2 separate regions of the Gadus morhua genome follow, and region 2 is linked to region 1. The links are chromatin contacts, called in public Hi-C maps. All regions are on one chromosome and are shown on one strand. Each heading gives the region's core, a stretch centred on a gene start, on an enhancer-like site or on the middle of the called end of the contact. The rest is flanking DNA. Distances are from core to core; before and after follow the strand shown. Region 1 holds the start of kpna6 (karyopherin alpha 6 (importin alpha 7)). Region 2 holds the start of khdrbs1b (KH domain containing, RNA binding, signal transduction associated 1b).

Region 1 (2,683 bases), core at 133-2,632:
GGGAGGCCCCACTGGCCCCACTGGCCCCACTGGCCCCACTGGCCCCAGCGGCCCCACTGGCCACAGCGGCCCCAGCGGCCCAAGACGTTAGAGGGGCCCATTTGAAGCGGCGGCTGGTCTCGCTCCTGGTCCTGTGTCACTTAACACGAGTGGGGGAGCTCCGTCCCAGCATGCCGTGTCTCAGTGCCGGCCCTCCCGCCAGTAGTCGCCGTGCCCCCAGAGAGAGGCAAGGCCTCATGAGGCTCTGACCAAAGCCAGTGGATCCACTTTAAACAGACAGGATTGATGGTCAATATTAGTTTCTTGTTTGCTGAGAAATTGTAATCAATATTCTTTATTTTTTTTGTGGTTTGTGCTGGAGTTGGCTTGATCTGCAAAAAGAAAATCCATTGTGGAATATGAGAGCACCTGATTGTGGAGAGCGCTCTATCACTGTGTTCATCAGTACAACATTGCCCCCTAAAGCTTCTCCTCAGTGCCTCACACCAGGTCCCTGAAGACACCGCGAACTGGAAACAGCACAGGTATTCACCACTACTCGGCCAGAGTCATTCTGTCCTGCCACCTCACCCCAATTGTCCTCCCACGTCCAGTCTGCAGATGTTCAGAGTAGACGTCCTCCATGAGGTGCAGATCCAGACGTGCAGAGGCCTGTGAGGGAGGAACTACAACACAGAAAGATCTGGAAGAAGCATGTTGCACGTTCGTTCGAGAGACATGGGTTCAAATCCCAACCCAGACTATAAGTGAGGCTAATAGGAAGAAATAAATAAACATAGTTGTTAGTGAGTGAGATCTGTGACAGTGAAGGGTAAAGGGCGTGTACATCATGTGTCACATTGCAATGACGCCTACATTTCAGAAGTATAGCGTAGGAATAGTATTGTATTTGGTAGTAATGGTATTTCGGTCATAATAATTCATTGTGAAATAATTTGTCATTATGGGGTCACATTGTGATATTAGACACTGCCACAGCGTTGCTCATGTGAGACAAAGTTTTGATAGGCCTAGGTTACGGTATATTTAGGGTTGATTAGGATTTTACATTCGACAAATCATTCAAGGCATCAGAAAATGGCGGAGTATCGACAGCCAAGAAATGTATGCATTCTGAAGAACAAGCCGTATAACTATCTATAAATATCATCCAGACATCTGCAAAGAGTCACAACAGTGACTTGGAGGTGGGAGTTCGTTTTTTATTTATATGTTCTCTACTATCTCTTTAATAATTCAAACACAGGAATTGAATTCAGTTTTTTGATTGAATGCACAATGACACAATTATAAAATATAAAAGAACACCATGGGTCTAACTTAATTCTGAGCAGACTTTATCAGGGGGCTGCAGTGAGTGGGTTCGCTGCGCCCCCTGGCGGCTGAAGATTACCTGCTTGACGGCTGCTGTCCTCCAGTGTGTTGACGCGACGGATTGCTTTTAGGAGCAACCTCTGGAAAGCTTCAGGAGGAAGGATTTCTACGATTTATTACTGCGCGACGTGAGGAAAACGTTTGATTAAAGACAAAATGGGTAAGGTAGTAAGACATAGGAATGAATGTGTGTAGTAAATGTAGTCCTTAGTTCTCTGATGGCAGAGTCCACTAGCAGCTAGCTAGCGGCGCCCTGTAGCAAGAGTTAAAGCGTGTAGCGGGCTCATGTCAACACAGTCATGCACATGCATTGATTCCAAATGACACGTTTATTGCTTATTGTATGAAAGACAACCTCGGATGGAACTACCTCAGTGGATATGGGTCGACGGAAGCGGGGATTACGGTTAAAGTAGTAACGCACCCCGCTAGCGGCTAAAGCTAGTCTGCTAGCCTGCTAACGGCTAATGCGGCTGTCAGCCTCTATTTTTAAAACTGTCCAACAACTAAATTACATGACGTCAGCTAAAACCTTTTCGGCTGTTCGGTCATAACGTTTGACACCGAAAGGACGAGTCAAGGGAAACGGTGTTAGCCAGTCAGCTAACAGACGTATTACAATATTTAAATCCTGCATTACAATCGAGCTTGGGCTTTTGTTGACATGTGACCCAGATGAGGATAAACCCGTCCACCTGGACTACAGGTATATGTGGATAGACCAGTCCACCTGGACTACAGGTCTGGTCTCTGAGGATAGGCCAGTCCTTCTGAACCACAGGTCTGACCCCCTGGTCTCTGAGGATAGACGACTCCACCTAAACCACAGTTCCCGAACGCCTGATCGGACTCTCTCTTACATCGCTGCCCTTATCACATTTGAAACCAATTCTCAGGGTTCAGTGCCTCACAGACTTGATAAAACACGTCACTTACTACATTGGAGTAGTAAGTCGACCTCATGTTTTTTTCCTTATTCGACAGGTGTCCATGCGGCACTATCACCTTGACAAAAGTTCATAACTGAGTCATATTAAGCAGGCTACGACACTATGGCATGTTGCACTTCCATACAGCATCAGGTAGCTGTAAAGTCTGTTCCTGACCACGGCCTACTGCTGAGCAGAATCATTTTATGGAATCATTACAATGTTCTTAATATAAACAATCCCAACGTTATCATTGCTCTTTTACTATCTTCTTCATACCAAGTTATCCTGCCGAGAGGTCTTGAGTGTGATAGTGTAAGCTCAGCCATGTGTGGCCATGAAATACAATGTTAGTTGCCTCATTTAATGCCGGGAATGGA
Region 2 (2,683 bases), core at 56-2,555, 240 kb before region 1:
ATACATAAGTTCCGGGACTGAATGATATTAATATACTAACTGTTGTCCCGACTACTTGTGCACAAGGAACCACATGATTTCACTGTATAGTTTCGGGGAAAATGTCCTTTGAAAACCTCACGTGCATGCTTGGTCCTTTGAAAACCCTTTTTTGTAGTGGACGTTTTCACGCCGATAGCGTTTGCAGCGATCCACACAAACACACAACCGTAGGTGAAGGCTTTTATTTTGAGAACGTTGCGAGATACCGCACAAAGGCTGTTTAGAGTAGAGGCGCACGAAGATTTTGTGTGACGGCTGGCTTAACCGCGGATGGACGAATGGCGGCTCACTTGACCGCAGTAGTGTAGACGGCCAGACAGAAGCAGCTGATGATATAATTGAGCCAGCGGTGCCTCACAGGTAGTTTAACGCTGAAAATAGTTCAGAATCATATGTGTTTAAAGACAAACTACAATCTTACTGTATTGTTAGTGGCACTGTCTATTCAGAGCACATTGGAAACCTTAGGCAAGTGATTAATAGTGTATTCCCCTCCCATGAACAGGTGCTCGGCTACTGCCACTCAGCAAGTGGACGAATGCCGCTAACGGAAAGCAGAAGCTAACCCAGCTCACTTCTGGACCCCCATGATACATTTGGAGCAACAGCTATCTCTGGGTATCCCTTTAAGTTATTTATCAGAACATCTTTAAGAATACTTAAGATGGGGACAAAATAGGCCATTTCAAAAGGAGTGAGATATGTGTGTAAACGACACCTATGGCCTATCCATAGACATATTTTATGGATCAATGATGCTGATAGCCACTAAGAGGCAGTAGAGAGCTTAGAATAAAATTGAAATATTTTGATGCCTTGTAGTCTGGTTTCAATTAAAAAACTAAATGAATCCCTTGTTAATTTAACCGTAGTAATTATTAAATTACGGTCAATTATTAATTCAAATTAAAGGGATATACGGGGAAAACCACAACACCGCAGAATGACTGAATAGTCTTCCGTTCAGCGCTGCTGCTAATATTGTTAAAAAGTCATGAAAGCCACTGGAAAATTCAATTAAATCGAATTAAATTAAATGAATAAAAAGAGAGGTCCGGTTGGAGGCCCACGTCGCGGCTAGAATGTTCAAAGACAGCTGAAACTTGTACGATGCGAAGAGGTCTCTGGACTCCTGGATCCTCTCTTCAGCACCAACACACTCATCATCACACACACCGTCAGCACCAACACACACACACATCCTTTCCTCCCCTCTCAGCACCGACACACACACTCATCACACATCCTCTCCTTCCCTCTCAGCACCAACACACTCATCACACATCCTCTTCTACCCTCTCAGCATCGACACACACTCACCACCACACATCCACTCCTACCCTCTCATTCAGCACCAACACACACTCATCACACACACACCTCTACTTTCCCCATCAGAACCATTGGAGGAGGAGGAGGCGGCTTCAGTAAGTAGGCTCTTCTGAGCTCACTTCCGCTCGCTCAGAGCGTCTCAGTCGATCCGCCCGTCGCTGCTCCCGTTCTTCCATTTGCAGCGCGTCGCTCCACGGAGAGGATCCGCTCCCAGCCCTCGGGACCCGCATGCGAAGCGCACACCGCCCGCCGGATAAGCACTGTCTAGTAACGCAACTGGACTACTTTTTTCTGTTTACATTCGTTGTTGTTTTTAAGATTTTGTTTTTGCACGAAACATCGGGACAGAAACTGATTCTAACTACAAAATGGAGAACGACGGCAAATATCTCCCGGAGCTGCTGGCCGAGAAGGACAGCCTGGACGCGTCCTTTACGCACGCCATGAAACTTTTAACCGCAGGTAAAGTGGTCCGATTTGAGGACATAGCCTATGGTCCATAAGGTTCATATGGTCCATAAGGGGATGTGTGTTCAGGTAACGGCGGTGGTGTAACGTAGTGCGGTGTGCGGGTTGTTGTGCATTCGGGGACTGGAAGAGGACTGCCCCGTCTACCGCTCACAATCAGCCCTTTGACAAGCAGAGCCATGTGTGTGGATGCCCTGCACACGGAGCGACACGTCCGAATAGGTGCAATACAGGCTTAAGGAGCAGTGTCCAAGTACTGCAATACAGGCTTAAGGAGCAGCATCTTACTGCAATACAGGGCTAAAGAGCAGTTGTTATATTGTGTAGAATTGCCTTGCTGAACGGAGGATCTTTTCTCCTACAGACATTTTTCTTCTTACAAAGCGCCGTCGGCTTGCACCCATGGCGATGCAAGGAGGACAGTCAAGGGGGTGACAGACCCCTGGACAGGCGCGAGTCACGGCCGTCTCACTGCAGGGCGTCACTGTAGTAAAGTACCATGTGCCGTGTTAGTGCAACCCCCCGCTGCTCTGCAGCCGTCACTAGTAAAGTCCCATGTGCCGTGTAAGTGCGAGCCCCCGCTGCTCTACAGCCGTCACTAGTAAAGTACCATGTGCCGCGTTAATGCGAGCCTCCCGCCGCTCTGCAACCGCCCATGACAGGAGGCGTCCTGACTGGCGTCCACCCTGGGGCCGCACCAGTGCTGGTGCGCCGTGCAGTATTCACACCTGATCAGTGTATATATATCGGCCCCCGGTAACCCCCCACCATCCAGGTCCTCTGGTCCGGTACCCCCCCCCCCCCCACCACCACCAGCACCACCCGGGTCCTCTGGTCCGGT

The links. Hi-C and Micro-C count contacts between places; a contact is called where the count stands out from the background.
Region 2: a contact with region 1 is called in a Hi-C map of heart, with 4 times the contacts expected there. The contact joins the promoter of khdrbs1b here to the promoter of kpna6 in region 1. A contact is called at or near these places in 4 of 6 Hi-C or Micro-C datasets (blood, gill, gonad and 1 more).

The regions. Positions count from the first base shown.
Region 1 is chr22:19,423,228-19,425,910 of gadMor3.0, reverse strand. kpna6 (karyopherin alpha 6 (importin alpha 7)) reads left to right here and starts at 1,382. Exons shown (of 14, transcript XM_030346443.1): 1 at 1,382-1,534. The coding sequence starts at 1,531.
Region 2 is chr22:19,660,010-19,662,692 of gadMor3.0, reverse strand. It overlaps khdrbs1b (KH domain containing, RNA binding, signal transduction associated 1b), which reads left to right and starts at 1,305. Exons shown (of 11, transcript XR_003974607.1): 1 at 1,305-1,836.